2 separate regions of the Mus musculus genome follow, and region 2 is linked to region 1. The links are chromatin contacts, called in public Hi-C maps. All regions are on one chromosome and are shown on one strand. Each heading gives the region's core, a stretch centred on a gene start, on an enhancer-like site or on the middle of the called end of the contact. The rest is flanking DNA. Distances are from core to core; before and after follow the strand shown.

Evidence for each region. A called contact is a pair of places that touch in the nucleus more often than the background predicts.
Region 2: a contact with region 1 is called in a Hi-C map of the N1E-115 cell line, with 2.1 times the contacts expected there. The contact joins the promoter of Smndc1 here to the enhancer-like site in region 1. A contact is called at or near these places in 2 of 39 promoter capture datasets (the C10 cell line and cranial neural crest), 2 of 484 Hi-C or Micro-C datasets (the N1E-115 cell line and nephron progenitors), 7 of 115 datasets of contacts at active chromatin or transcription factors (the SCID.adh cell line, effector CD8 T cells, embryonic stem cells and 4 more) and 3 of 9 other capture datasets (adipose tissue, liver and macrophages).

Annotation. Positions count from the first base shown.
Region 1 is chr19:53,268,985-53,276,739 of GRCm38.p6, forward strand. No RefSeq gene overlaps it. Among named protein-coding and RNA genes, the nearest start is that of 1700001K23Rik, 18 kb to the left of the region's middle. Within about 2 kb of position 4,582, at least 51 of the 459 cell types and tissues checked have an H3K27ac peak or open chromatin away from gene starts, as enhancers often do. A contact at or near this core is called in the N1E-115 cell line, adipose tissue, macrophages and 1 more, where this site is marked.
Region 2 is chr19:53,386,216-53,393,970 of GRCm38.p6, forward strand. It overlaps Smndc1 (survival motor neuron domain containing 1), which reads right to left and starts at 4,419. Exons shown (of 6, transcript NM_172429.3): 1 at 4,201-4,419; 2 at 3,088-3,207. The coding sequence starts at 3,207.

The DNA.
Region 1 (7,755 bases), core at 3,332-5,831:
ATGAGTGTGAGTGTGTGTGTACGTGTGTGAGTGTGTGTATGTGTGTGTGTGTGTGTGTGTGTGTGTGTGTGTACGTGTGTCTCCCTCTGGGCTTACTTAAGGTTGCCTGCATGCGTGTCGGCAGGAAGCTATTTACTGAAATAAGGACACCCTATCAGTGGCTACACTGATAAATATGACTCCCTTCTCTCTGCCATTATTGAGTCTCAACAGTCCCTCAGGGAAGAGTGGGGCTTCGTGAGCCCTTCCTGTGCTGAGATGTAACACAGTCTGAAGGATGTGTGCTGGCTAATCAGTTACTATAACCAGGTGAGCAGTTCACAGACATTATTCCCTGCTCAATCAAATCTTAAAATGAAGATGGAAGGGGGGAGGAAGGGAAGAGAAGGCAGAGAGTGAACAGTGCGAGGGAAAATAGAAACATTTTCCACATTGTTAATTTATCTTTTAAGAAATTTTTTATCAGAGAACGAGAATAATCTACTTAAACTTTATTTAATAAACCCTATAATAAAATTCTTTCATTTGTTTGTTTTGAAACAGATCTCACTATGTGGTCCTGGCTGTCCTGGAACTGGCTCTGAAGACCAGGTTGGCCTCGAACTCACAGAGATCTGCCTCCTGAGTGCTGGGATTAAAGGTGTATACTACCACATCTGAAATTCTTGAAAAGCAAAGTAGCATCCTAGCTCTGAAGTCTGGCTTCCTAGGTTAGAATTCCAGTTAGAATCCCAGCTGTACTCATAACTAGTTAGATGATTTGGGCAAAATTATTACTCTTGATGCTTCATATCCTTATATGGTCACCACTGAGATTTCTTAAATAGAGACTTAGTACCTGGGTCATGTTAAGTGTTAAGTAAACACTGGCTGTTACCGTCCTGAGCCAGACATACTCTAGATTGGTGCTGTCTGATGGGGAAGGAGCCTGCACTTAAGTGTAGACTCTGAATGGAGACATGTTGAGAGTCTAATACATGGCCAAGTTTCAAAGACTTGGTGTACAAACAAAGTAGTGACTTTTAATACTAACGATATAGGAATGACTTCCTGGCCTGAATGAACTCTAGTGGCATCATTTGTTGATCTTTGTCTTTTTAAAATATGGTCCCTAGAAAATTTAAAACAACACAGGACACAAAGGAAGTCACAATGGTGAAATACCCAAAGCTTGCCCATAAGCTCACAGACAAGTGCCTGCTGTCTGCTCATGACACCTTTGATAGGTGCTGCAAGGCAGGGAAGCTAAGGGAACATATTACGTGAAAGGCATTCAGCTGGAAAGAGAAAGAGTGAAAGTATTTCTATTTATGTCTGTATGTCTGTCTACATAGACAAATGATCTTTTACACTGAGGGTTCTAAGGAGCCTCTGTCACCCAACCTCACCCCCAAAAAGAATACCAGAGCTAATGGATGTGTCTAACAAGGTTTCAGGATACAAGAGCTAACTGAATCTATTCTATTTCCCTACAATGCCAACAGGAAGTCCAAAAATGAATATGGAAAAAGTTTTATTTAAATAGTATCAAAAGGAGTAGAATGCTTAGGAATAAAGGCAATCGTAATATACACTTTGGACTGGGAAAATGTTAAAAGAAATTAAAGACCCAAATGAGTGGAAAGCTATCCCGTGGCTACAAAGACTCAGTATAGACACCCACAGACAGGAAGGAACTGGAAGATGGCAGCACTTACTAATAGCTTGATGTTATAACTTATGCGTTCAATGCAAAATCCCCACCTGACTTCTTTGCAGTCGGCTATAAAATGATCCTGAAATTAATGAGGAAATTTGAGGAACCCAGATTAGCCAGACAGACAAACAGAAACATAGAAAAGAAACGCAGAAGGACACACATTTCCCAAATGTAAAACTTACTAGACGGGACGGTCCTCAGCACCGTGTGAACTGACGGAAAGACAGACATACAGATCCACAGATCCACCGGATTGGGCTAGGCCGCCAGAAGTCAGCCTCACGGTTGGGGTAATTGATTCTCAACAGGGTGCCAGGGCTGTTCACTGGGGAAAGAAGAAGATCTTTCAGCAAACAGAAGATCTGGGGCAAACAGAGAGCCACGGTGCCGAAGACTGAAACTGTATCTACCTCTGCACCGGATGAAAAATTAACACAGCCGATCAAAGCTCTAAGCTAAGGAGCTACCTCAAGAAAACCCTGGAAGTGAATACGGGGATAAACTTGTTCTGCCAGGTGTAAACTTGTGCTGCTAGGTGGGCAATCCAGCACTTGGGAGGTGGAGGAGGGAGTGGTGGTAATTTGAGGCTACTCTGGACGATATAGCAGACCCTGCTTCCAAAAAGAAAAAGGAACAAAGGTTTAAGATTATAAGCATCAACAATGTGTGAGACATTATAATTAACATAGATATGATTAGAGGACGCAGGGACAGGGATATGTGTAGGTTATATGCAGATTCAACCCATTTTACATGAGAGGCTTCGGTAATATCTGAGGGTTTGGGTAAGCATCTGTAAGGTCCTGCCTGGCAGGGTTCCCCAACACCCCCCCCCCACCCCTGCATCCATGTGTGATGTCTGGCACATGGATGCAGATCTAGAACAACAGGAAGATGTGTGGCTACCAGAGCAAGCACAGCGCATGGGTAGAGAGACTGCTGATGGACGTGGGATTCCATTTGGGGTGATGGGAATGGTTTAGGACCAGGTAATGGCTGTGCAGCCTTCTGAGTGTACTAAAATCCACCGGAAGGTACGCTTATAGGAAGCAAGTTACATACAATTTGAGTAATATCTCAAACTTTGCTGTCAAAAAGTTACATATATGTCTCACATTTATTTAAGACCCTATTAAAATTTTTAATTAAAAACATTCCTTAATTACTTCTGATTTTTTGAGACAAGATTCTGTCAGGTAGCCCAGGCTGACCTGGCATTCACCATGTAGACCAGGCTGGCCTTGAATTTGCTGTAATCCTGCTACCTCTACCGAGATTATCGGTGTACACCACCACAGCCAGCCTAAGGTCCATGAAATAAATAGAGTAGAAGGCACCAAGACTTCCCACATGGCTCCTGCAGAGCTTGCCGCTTCCAATGTCCCAACCAGAGCAGCCCATTTCTGATCGTTGATGGGACTATGTGGACACACCATCACCGTCCAAAGTCTGGGGACTACATTGGGACTCATGGTTGGTGTTGTAAAGTCCTTGGGCTTTGGTAGTGGTCAGGTGTCCACCATTGGAATATCTAACACAACAGTTTCACAGCCCGAGGAATCCCCTGTGCCTCATGTACCCCTCTGCCCCCCAATCCCCAGCAACCACACTGATTCTTCTAGTGATTCCATAACCCTGCCTTTCCCAGGAGGCCGCAGGGCTGGATTCACTGGGCGGAGCCTTTTCAGACTGGCTTCTTCCATTGAGCACTATGAACGCATGTTCCCCCATGTCTTCTCATGGCCAAATAGCTTGCTTCTTTCAGAGCTGAATGCTATTCCAGTCTCTGAATACACAACCGTTTATTCTTCAGCTCATTTACCGACACTTAGTTTTCTTCCAGGTTTGTACAATGAGGACTACAGCTGCTATGAACACGGATGGGCAAGCTCCGGTGTGGACGTAAACATTCAGTTCACTTGAGAAAACACCAAGAGATGTGATTGCTGGTCTTGCGAGAAAAGAATGCTTCATTATGTTTGCAAGAAAGTGCCAAGTTGGGGGAGGGGGCCAAGTTGGTGCAGTGGTACCTACCTGTTATACCTGCCATCTCAGCAGTAGGGAAGCTGAGGCAGGAGGACCACGAGTTCAAAGCCAACTTGGACTACATAGAAAGTCTTTAAAAAAATAAATAAATAAAAGTAATAGTGCCCACAGAAGCCCTGATTCACCTCTGAGAAAGACAATGACAACTTCTCAGAGCTGCAGGGCTCGGATGCTCCAGTTTACAAAGAGGAGGGAAAGGAATTGACTTGGCTACATGAATTAGCCGAGTCCAACAGTTGCTGGGGCTGAAGATTTGCTTGCATTTAACAGGTTTTTTTTTAAAGAGCTTCATAGATTAAACCCTGCACGTATTCAACCCTACCCCCTCCCTCTACACCAACTCCTCCCATGCCCATCTAAGAGTATAACCTTTTCTTTTTTGACTGTACACACACACACACACACACACACATTACATAGAACATGCTCTGAGCCCATTTATACATCGCTCACAAGCATATGTGTCCCTTGGGGGGGGGGCATCCCTGGAGGAAACCATTTCTGTCAGCAGCCACTGATGACATCAAACAGCTGTTTGAAGACAGTCCAGCAATGTGCGCCATGCTTCCTGAGTTCTGGGCCAATGTGTGTAGCTGGTTGGGATCAAACATCAAACAAGAAAGATCTCTTCTTGAGATTCCAGCTGGACCTCGGAGGGTCACCGGACAGTGCCCTTCGAGCCCTAAGGAAGTGCGGAGCTTAGAGCGAGCAGCTCCACTTGTAAGGATTTATGTTGCATGCACACTCACACGTTCAATCGCTCAGATACATGGTTACTCACTGCAGGCTCATCTCTAGCAGAACCGCTGGAAACGGCCCGAGTCATCACTAGATGGCTGCCCACGTGTAATGACGCATCCGTGACACACACAGAGACCGCAGTAGTAAGGAAGCTTTGTGTACAAACAGGAAGTGACATCTAAGATCCATCATCTAGTGAGAAAGTAAGGTGCAGCCAGGCGTGCTGACATGGCTACTTGGGAGGCAGAGGCAGGAGAATTGTACATTTAAAGCTTGACAGCACTGTGGTCCAAATTGAAAACCAGTTCAGGCAACTTGGTGAGACCCTGACTCAAACAAAAAAAAAAAAAAAAAAAGGGTGGGGTGGAACGGAGGAGGTAACTCAGCGGTGAACCAGCCTGCCATGCAAGAGGCCCTGGGTTCAATTACTGGTCCAAAAGACTGCAGGACTCTCACGGGGACTTGATATGGGAAGTAGGAAAACAGGGTCACTGTGTGTTCCAGTTCCCCTCCCTCCCGATTACACGCGGACCTTCCTGGACTCGCAGGGGCTCGCAGGGGCAGGGATGGACAGGACGGTGGAGGAAGTGAAACAGCAGGGCCCCGACTGATAGTTGTTCTCCTACACCAGGGTTCTCCCGAGGAAGGGAGCAGGGGCTCGCCCAAATGGAAAGTGGCTCTGTGGCTAAAATGTGTACAGTCAACTCCATCAACGCAGACCTTGAACGATGGCAAGGCTGAGTACGCTGTGACGGGTCAGATACCACGTGTTGTGTCGTTGCCCACGTGTGCTTGCCCACGGAGCTGCCCTGGAGAGCAATCTGTGTGGAAGAATGATGACAGTACATGGAGTGCACTTGGAGAAACGCTGCATATTAAATGTAAGTGAGCATAAGGAAACTCAAACGTAGGCTGGACCATGAATCTGCCACTCAACGAAAGTGGGCTGGACCATGAATCTGCCCCTCAACAAAAGTGGGCTGGACCATGGATCTGTCACTCAAACAGTATGTGTTGTTGATTTGGTTTTGTGTGTGTGTGTGTTTGGTTGGTGTTTGTTTGTTTTACGGTGGATCAAACTATTAGCGAGCAGTAAAATCAATTTAGTGGGTTACAACCAGCTCTAAAACAAATGATTTGGATAGAACAGAAAGTAATGGGGTATGCAGTTTTTACCACGCACAAGTGCGCACACATGCATGCCAGGCTGTGGTAGAAACCGTGCTTCCTATGGGTACAGTATTCCAGGCCTGTAATCTCAGCACCCAGGAGGACACCTGACTTCAAGGCCAGCTTAAGCCACTGAGTGAGTTCAAAGCCAAGCTATAAAGCCTGGTTTTGTTCTTTTGGATGTTGTTGTTGTTGCTGTTTTTGTTGTTGTTGGAGTAGCTCAATCAAGCGTCTTGAAAGTGTGCGGACCTGACTTGATGCCCCAAACTGATATACAAGAAAACTAACCATGTATGCAATGTGTGCTTATAATCCCAGGGATGGCGAGATAGAGACTACACATTCACGAGTTGTGGTACCCACCAGTCATCACCCCCAAGCCCACACTGGTTCCCCTTTGCCCTGAGTAGAGTCCAGGTATCCCGTGGAGAGTATAGCCAGCCTGTGGCATGAACTCAACCCGCCTGTCCTTTCTCTATCCTAGAGAGTCAAGTTCTTTATTCCCACACTTCCCAGTTCCCCTGCAGTGACCTTCATGTCACACACACACACACACACACACACACACACACAGAGCTTCCAGCCCTAACAGTGCTTAGTCGACCTCATTCCCTGGTTTCAAATACCTCAGGTTCAGTGACATTTCTAACTATCTATCTTCTCAACTAGACTCCAGGCCCCTTGCAGCCAGCGACTGTGTCTGGTTATGTCCTATCTGGTCTTGTCTCCCTGCACAGCACACAGGTCAAAGCTCAGGCAAGGCCAGTGAGCAGATACAGAACAGGGGGGAAGTTTCAGCTGACTGAACTCTGCGAACTTCTCAGGACCAGGGGGGCCACAGCCAGCAAGCTGCTCCAAGGACTGTCTCCATGACTACTCACTGACTGGGTCCAGACCCCTGGGATTCTACCCTCACAGAGTGTCCCAAACATGAGGGATTAACCAAGCAGCCTTTTGACTTTAACCACAAACAGGGAGGTCTGTAGCCTTTGTCAGTGGGTCATGCTATGAGGAACCCTTGTGACCTTTTAAAAACAGTACTGGGCTGCCTCTCCGCTCAGAGTGAGGCCAGGAAAGCTGCTTTTGAACAGGTGACTGGCGTAAACTAAACGTTCGGAACTTAATGGCCCGGCGATAAAACGTTTACCAGCCCCACCTGCAGGATCCTGCCCTAGACTCAAACTCAGGCTCCGAGTTTAGCAAAAGGGCAAATGTTGGACTGTAGATTCCAAGACAAGGGACCGTGCGTTAACAGCAGGGTGAGTTGGAAGAGATGAACAGGCATACCTGACTGACCCGTACCTCAGCCTGTGGCAGCTGGAATCTGGAACTTAGAAGGTTCAAGCCAAGTCTTTGGTGTTGTGACATACAAAAAACAATAAACTAAACCTTGAGTGTTGTTCACCAGGACCTGGACTTTTAAAAAGGGCCTGAACAGAGCCCATATCTATTGAAATAGAGTACACACACACACACACACACACACACACACGTCTGTGTTCCTCTGTTTTGAGTCAGGATGACCACTATGAACAGCCAGATTGCAGTTTAAAACCATGGCAGCCATCGTCACTTAGCCAGCCCCCCTAAGGCTGCTATCTCAGTTATAGACCCAGCTAATAGTCATATGTACCCTATGTGGTTGTCCATAGGATTCACCCAATCAGCACATGCGAAGGACCTAGTTCATTTCTTATATTTTGACCATGACAAATATTCCTAATCGATAGCTAGTAACATCTTTAAGCATAAAAAAAAAAAAAAAAAAAGCAGATGATCTGAAACGTGCACCCACGTTCACGAGGCTGATGCAGGAGGATCCGGGGTTCAAGCCAGCCTGTTCTTCATGATGAAACAAAACAAACACCCCTCCCTCTCCCCCACAAATCTCTTAAGTGATCCAAACGGTGGTTATGAAATGACATTTTCTGCGGGTCTGAGGGACTGCATGGTGGCTTGTTACATCTAGCCTCCTTATCAAGGTCTGATGCCTCGGTCAGTGATGTCAGTCTGGTGCCGAGGGTGAGGAATTTTGCCTCTCTAAGCCTGTTAGCTCATCTGTAAAATGAGCGAAATCGTGGCGCTTACTTTAGGAAACT
Region 2 (7,755 bases), core at 3,169-5,668, 120 kb after region 1:
GAATTTTCTCCTGATGTCCTATAACTAACTGTCATCTTACATGTCCCTCCCAGTAATTTATGAAGAACCTTCTTAATTTTTATCTTCACATGTGTATATGGAGCAAAGTATTTAGAAGAACTACTTTACGTATGAGGGGGTTCTTGAAGGTACATACCATTAATTACTTTTCCTCCCCCAAGTTCTGAAACTGCTCCTTCATTGACAGATGGGCAGCAGTTACAGTAATCGGCAATTCCAGGAAGCATCAGATGTTGTGATCTACATATCAGCAGGTCAAAGGGGGTGCACTCAAGCACTCTGCTTACTGAAGGAAGGCGTTTCGGGGATGCAGAGAGCCACTGTAATATATGAGACAAGTGACTTGACCCCTGCCTCCTTTAGAACCAGTTTATTCAGCAATACAGCCCAATAAATTGACTATTTTTGTGATTACTATAGACTGCCCAGGGAACTAATGAGCTAGGTAGCCTGATTTTACTATACCTACTTTCCTTCCTAAGTCAAAAAGAAAAAGGAAAAAAAAAAAACAAGCAGTTAGGACTTTAAAAGATTAATTTGTTGCCTAATTTATTATTCTGTATGAAAGACAGAAACATTGAAACCTTACTGGGAAAATAAACATAAGGTATAGAAGCCATTATGATGATACCCCCTTTAAAAAAAATGCAGAATCCACAAGCTGAATAATCAATCTAATCAGACAGGATTTAAATACTAGTGGCATTTTTATATATGTACACCTCCATCTCCCCTACAGGGGCGAGCAGGTGGGTGGGAGGTGAGACCCACACTGATACAGAAGTCACTGTTCTAAATGCAAACACCTAGGGTCAGGAGCACACATTCAACACCTTCTGTAGTTTTACCTCATCATAAGAAGTGATTTCCATCTCCCAATAGTTTTAAGTTCAAGCCATACCTTGTAATCAAAACCAAACTTCTCATAAAAGAGTAAGAGTAAACCATAAGGAAGACTGGCCAATTAAAGTACTCTATCCTGCCACTACTTAAGGTGCTGTGAGTACTGAAGCCTGTATCTGCACTGTCCAATATGTAATCAACTCTAGTTACTTAAAACAAAAAACTTAAACATCAGCTGCTCAGGTACCCTGACACTGGTAATTTTAATTACCTAGTGTCTGCTTACTGTGGCTAGCGCCTGTGGCGTGAAGAGCAAACCCAGATGGTGTTCACCGTGGCAGAAGCAAGCTCTACCACACACTGCTGTTCTAACTGGCTATACAAGAGACTTTGTAAACAATGACTTCAAAGTCATTACTGGTCTGCTTTTTTTATTGAAACCAGGTCTCAGTGTCCCCTTGGCTGGCCTGGAAGTCTAAGTAGCCCAGGTTGGCCTCAAACACATAGAGATTTGCCTACTACCTCCACCTGATTTGCGTTTTTGTGTTTTGTTGACTTTATTTTTCAGTGCTGGGAATTGAATTATAGGGCCTTGTGTATGCTAAGTAGTTTTACCTCCGGCCTCCAGATCATTATTAACTGAGGCCCAGGTAAGCCTTTTAGGTAAAAACTGTCTACCATAAGGGTTTCTCCCTATCATACTTTCAATTATAGATTACATATCAAGATAGCTAACTCCATACTCCACAGATAATTTACGCTGGAAATGTTTAGAAAGACCTGATAGTAATATTGTTTGAAACTAGGCTCCCAACTCCCCCTCTACCATTTCTACAGAGACCTCTCATCCCACTCCCAGGAAGCACAGACAGCTTTTTTTTCTTCTTCAAAGAAAACAAACTTGAAGTCGGCAGAGGTAGATGAGGTTAGTGTGTTTCTGTCACTTCACCTTCATGTCCACTCATGGTCCAGGTGAACAAATCAAATGAGCAGGCAGGAAACAAACACTGGGTTATTGCTTATGGTTTACAGAAGATCTGGGTGTGGGAGAAAGTTTCCTAACCCTCTCTAATGAATGGCACATGCACTCCATAGGCTGAAGAACAGTATTAGTCAAAGTAAAATTATCCTTCATTATTTTGTTTTTAACATATACTTTATTGTAAGTCTAGAACCCAAGTTTGAAAATGTCCAACTCATTTTAAATTACAGGTAAGATCTTTCAGAATCCCAAAAGCATTAAGCCCAAAAATAAAAGTTGGAAATGCTTGTGTTTGTGTGTCCGTGTCCTTTTTGAAACAAGGTCTTACTCTATAGCCCTGGATGGCCTGGCACTCAAGAGCTCTGCCTAGCTCTGCGTCCTGAGGGCTGGGATTAGAGGCGTGCATATACAGCAGGCAACATCTAATGTATTAATGGTCATCAGGAAGATAAAGAGAATGACTGTTTAGATGGGATATAGAATAAGCAAGAAATCATCAAAACACCCTGAAAACTGCTGAAGTATGGGTTCAGAACTTGAAGGACATTCTTAGGAACAAAGTTTCCATGTAAGATATTTACAAGTTATCCATGGTACTTTTCTTAACCTGGTGTTCTGAGAAGCAACAGGTATGTAAATTTGTCCTGAAACCCCAGTTCATGTCCTTAGATGTTTTGTTCTTCCTAAACTTGGCATGAAAAAGCTAATCTCTTTTGCACTATTTCAACTTCACTCAACAACTACAAAGCCCAGCCTTAAAGTCAAATACCTATAACATCCATACAGAATGTTATTCCCTAACACATTCTCACGATGTGGTTTTAATAAAAGTATAGACCCCATTAGCTTTGAAAAATAAGGCTGAATTTAATCTTCAGATAATTTTGTGTCATAAGAAGGATCTTAGTCAGATTGTATATTCCTCCCTTAATAGTGTTACCTTTTGAACTAAGTTTCCTTGTCAAGTCTTTTAAAACAAAAGCTTATTCCGTTGCAACGCCTCTTCTCATGAAATCCTGTAAGTACACACAGGATTTACAAAACCGAGTGTTTTGTTCCTTCTGATGTACACCAAGAGGAGCTAATGTGAGAAGCCTCAGTACCTGTGTACAAACAAGCATATACACGTGGGAGCGCCTTCCTCAGATGCTTTGCGTGCCTACGAGTCTTGAATGCATACTTTGAAAAAGACAAATCCTCTTCTCAAACAACCTCAACTCCAAGTGTCCACCTGTACTTACTTGCAAATCCTTCTTCAGTTTCAATAGATCTTCATTTTCTCCATTTCCAGAAAGGGCAGCTTCTACTTGCTGGAGTTGAGCTTTGTAGCTAGCCAACTGTTTTGCTAGATCCTCTGACATCTGAGGAAAATAAAGGCCCATAAGGCAAGTCAAATATCAAATTACAAAAAAACAACAACAAAAAAAAAACTTCCTCTGACCTGTCTAATTTAAATCACTCTTGCTACAAAATTCAAGTTCCGTTCATCACCATTTTAACTTTATTCATATTTAACTAATCCACAAACTTCAAGGCAATTAAATTCTAAAGACTGCAGATACGGCTGGTCAATTCTACACAGAAAGAGTTCCCCCGGAAAAATCATGCTATTAAAAAAGAAAAAAAAAAAAAAACCCTGCTTCTTCTTTAAGTATCATATATCATAGGAAGACAGTGTATGTCAATAAAGACTGCGACATACTTTTCAAAAGCTGAGAAAGTCAAAAATCAAGAGAAATTAAAATTCGCACGGACGGGTTCTTCCCCCCAGTCAGAGGAAGCGGTTTTCGGTTAACTACACCTTCGGCGTTTCCTCGCCTTTCTCTCCGGTGGAGGGAACCGCTCGGAGCGCTCACTCTTCCTTCACACGGAGGTCATCCTAGAAACCCGCCTCTCGCCCAACGCAGCTCGGCGTCGCCAGGGGTCCAGAAGCCCCTCTGGGCGGCCGCGGGGCAAACATACGGGTCCTCGGGGGACACCTCCGGGACATTCCGGCCCACCGGAAGCCTGGAACCCCGGCCGAGTCTTCCCGTCCGCGCGCGGGCTTCCCCGAGCCCGCTGGAGCCCCGGTCCACCATCTCCCACCAGGGAACGCAGACCTCCGCGTCCATGGAAACCGCCGAGCCCCGCACCCTCACAGAGGCTTCCCCCAGACGGCCACGTTCGCCGCCTCGTCCCGGAAGCCCCCACGCAGGCCGGGGCCGTCCACTGGGGGGTGCGAGAGCCGCTGCCTCCCCACACTGCCCTGGCCGGGCCCAGCTCTGACGCCGGCGCCCTCGCTTCCGGCCTCCGCCTCCACCTCCACTCCAGCCCGAGGCCCGAGGAGGCCTGACTCTCCCTCAGGGGCTCGTTACCTTGGGTGGGGCTGGGGTCGGGACGGCGGGCAGGGGTCGGGGAGGCGAGGCGAGGCGAGCGGCGTCAGGGGCGGCTGCAGCCGGGAAAGATTTTCCGCCGCGACGAGCCTCGGTCGGAAAAGGAGAAAGTCCGCCAGCGAGGGGGAGGGGAGAGAAGCCGGCCTCGGGCAGGAGGAGAGAGAGACAAGGCGAGCGAGATCTCGCGAGACCTACGGACTCTCGTGGAAAAGATGGCGCCCGGGTCACATGACCCTCGCCGCCCTCTCAGCAGCCTGCGATTGCAGCCTCGGAAGGCGGAGCGGGTGTGGTCTGATGGGCAGGAAGTGACGTGTCTGGGCCGCGCCGGGGGCAGAGGGCATGTTCGTTTTACGTCAGTTCCGCCTCGTGCTGGGAGCGGCAGCGAGTGGTTCTCTGTGGTGGGTGTTGTCCTCCGGTTCCCTGCGGCGTAAACTCGCGAGCCTTTCTGCCCAGCCCTGATGAGATTTAGTACCGGGAACGGGCTGGGAGTGATGGCGGGTGCCTTGTGTCCCACAGGGAGGCAGATGGCGGCGGCGGATCTGAGTCTGAGCCCGCATAGCGAGTTCCAGGCCAGCCAAGGCTACAGAGCGAGACCTTGAAGTCAAGAGAAGGGAAGTTTTTTGTTGTTTAGAAAATAAATATAGCCAATAAAGATAGAGTGATAGAAGTGGAACGGTGACCATTTGAGGTGCTTAGGCATCACCCATGGTAGGTAAAAGCCATGTGATGTAAGAAAATAGAGAAAGGTAGGATGTTTAGAGTCAAAGCTGGCAATCGCTCACCCAGCGATCAACTTCAGCATCACTAGTTGTGAGACAACCTTACTTTATGCATGTTTATGACCGAGTGACAGTCAACATGAAGTGACTGTCACCTCTGAGGAAGTATAATCAAAGCCCTTTTGAGTTTAAAGGAAATAATAAGCATAACGTGTTGAATGTCCGTGAGGAAAGAAACACCCATCCAGAATGTGCGATTTTTTTTTGACTTAAATAATTCAAGAGTAATGTAATTTTAATGAGAAATACCTCCCTTCGTCTTGGCCATTTGGAGTAGTTTAGAGGTGTTCCCTGCCTTGTGCAGATTGGAGAGGTTAAAGACACACACACCACTTAAATTTGAGCTCTCGGCGCTGTATGTGCAGTTTGATGCCGGCTCACAACAAAATACTTCAGCCATCATGTCCTTGGCCTGCTGCTGCCCCTGCCCGGCCATTATAGACTCACTCCGGAGCCATAAGCTAAAATAAAATCGTTAAGCTGCCTTGGTCATGGTGTTTTATCACAGCAACAAAGAAGGAAGCAATGCTATTAAAAGGAGTAAGGACTGTTTTGGATTAGAAGATTAAAAAGATGGGTATGGTGGTGCCTGTGTGTAGTCTCTGTTGTGCCAGGAAATGTTCATGAGCCCCCCCCCAAAAAAAAAACCACCAGGGAGCTGATTCTGATGCAATTGAACTAGGTTCTTTTGTTCAAGCTCGAGCTTGGGCCTCACCACCCTCTCTGATGCAAGAGAACTGGGGGCCGGGGGTGCAAACGCAGGGTTGTAGATTTGTTAGGAAATAACCTGGAAACTGGTGTTGGATGTAGGTTTTGTTGTGAGGTAACCTGGAAACTGGTGTTAGGCACAGGACTTGTTGGGGGGAGGGGGGGGCGTAGCCTGGAAACTGGTGCTAGATACTGGCCTGTTAGTTTACTTGAGTTTAACCTTAGGTCAGGTTCTCTAAGATGGAGTCCGAACCCTGAAGGTTTGGTCTCAAGTACACCAGAGGCAGAGGGAGGAAAATCAACTGAAATTTAAAAAGTGCCTGGACTAGTGTACTCCAGGCCTTCCAGGTCTAATAGCAAGTGCCTATCTCAAGATCCAAACAAGCAAAAGGAGAAATGATAATGAAGTATGTAAATGTTGATTGGATCTTTGTATTAGTCAGACTTCTCTAGAGTCACAGAACTCTATGAAATAAGGAAATTTGTTATGACAACTTACAGTCTGGAGTCCAGCTCCCCAACAATGGTCAGCTGTAAATGGAAGTCCAAGGATCTAGTAGTTGCTCAGACCCACAAGGCTAGTAGATTCCAATAGATGTGCTGGCAAGTAAATGCAAGCAGATATTGAATTTAATGGAGAACGTGTAACAGTTCATGGTACAAATCTCTTAATTCCCTGTAATTTCATTTTGATAATTTTCAAAATGAAAATATGGAGAAATTACTTATAGCCTTGCAAAATAGATTTCGAATGGTTTCATGCCTGTGTGCATGTGTATGCACATGTATGTGTGTGCATGTGTCCCAAAAGACCACCAAGGAGCCGACTCCAATGCAGTTGCACTAGGGTCTCTCATTCAAGCTCCAGTTCTGGCTCACTCACTGCAGACCCTGTCACAGTAGGACCAGAGGGTGAAGCAGCCTTAAGCCCTCAGTGGGACAAGGTTTTATAGGAAATGTCGAGCAAGTGAGAGGGGTTACAGCCTGCCAAGCATCTCACTGAATAACTATTGTAAGCTGACAGGTGGGTGCTCTGAAGCAAAACCATGAACAATCACAGAGGGTCTGAAAGTACATCGCAAACAATCAGACTAATCTTGACTGGCTGTTGCTAGGAAGTAGCTAGGGAGTAACTCTGGGGTACGGGCCAAGGACAAGCCGTGGGGTCCTTCCTGGTACTTGGGTGTGGCTTAGGTTCAGCTGTAAGTCAAGCACTCAGGCTCTTTCTGCTTTAAGATGGAGTAGGTTTGCCCCTCCCATGTGTCCCTGTGCACACGTGTTGGCAACGATGGGAGGAGACTGGAGGAAAATGCTGGGCGATTGCTTAGTAAGTACAGACAGAAGGTGAGAGTACAAATACATATGTGGTCCTCAGAAACAGAGGACAGCAGAAGGGTGGGCCAGACCGCAGGGAAGATGTGGGGAAGGCAGTGGGCACTCGGAGCCCTTTGAAGGCTAGGTAGAAAAGTGTGAGTACTTAGTAGAAGGAATTATTTAGGATGGTTTCAGATTTTTTTTTTAGCCTTTATTTTATATGTACAAGTGTTCTGCCTGCAAGTGTCTGCACCACATAAATGCAGTGCTCATGGATGCCGAAAGGGCATAGGACCTTCTGGGACTGGAATTACAGATGGTTGTAGGCCATCTTGTGAGTGCTGGGAATCAAAGCCTGGTACTGCAGGAGAGCAATCGGTACTCCTAACCACCTCCTTAAAATGGTCTTTAAAAGTGGAGTTACTAGTGCTGGAGAAATGGCTTAGTCTGCAGTTAAGAGCACTGGCTGGTATTCCAGAGGACCCAGGTTCAATTCCCAGCAACCACATGGCAGCTCACACCTGTAACTCCAATTTCAGGGGACCTCATACTCTCACACTGACATACATGCAAATAAAACACTAGTGCACATAAAGCCAAATAAAAGAAAAGGAAGTGGATTTACTGTGCTCCTTTGCAGCACAGCTCCTGAGGGAATCCTCTTACCTGGAATGAACTACAATCCAGAAATGGAGGGCACACTTATGATCCAGGTCTTAAGGCTGAAGGATACAGG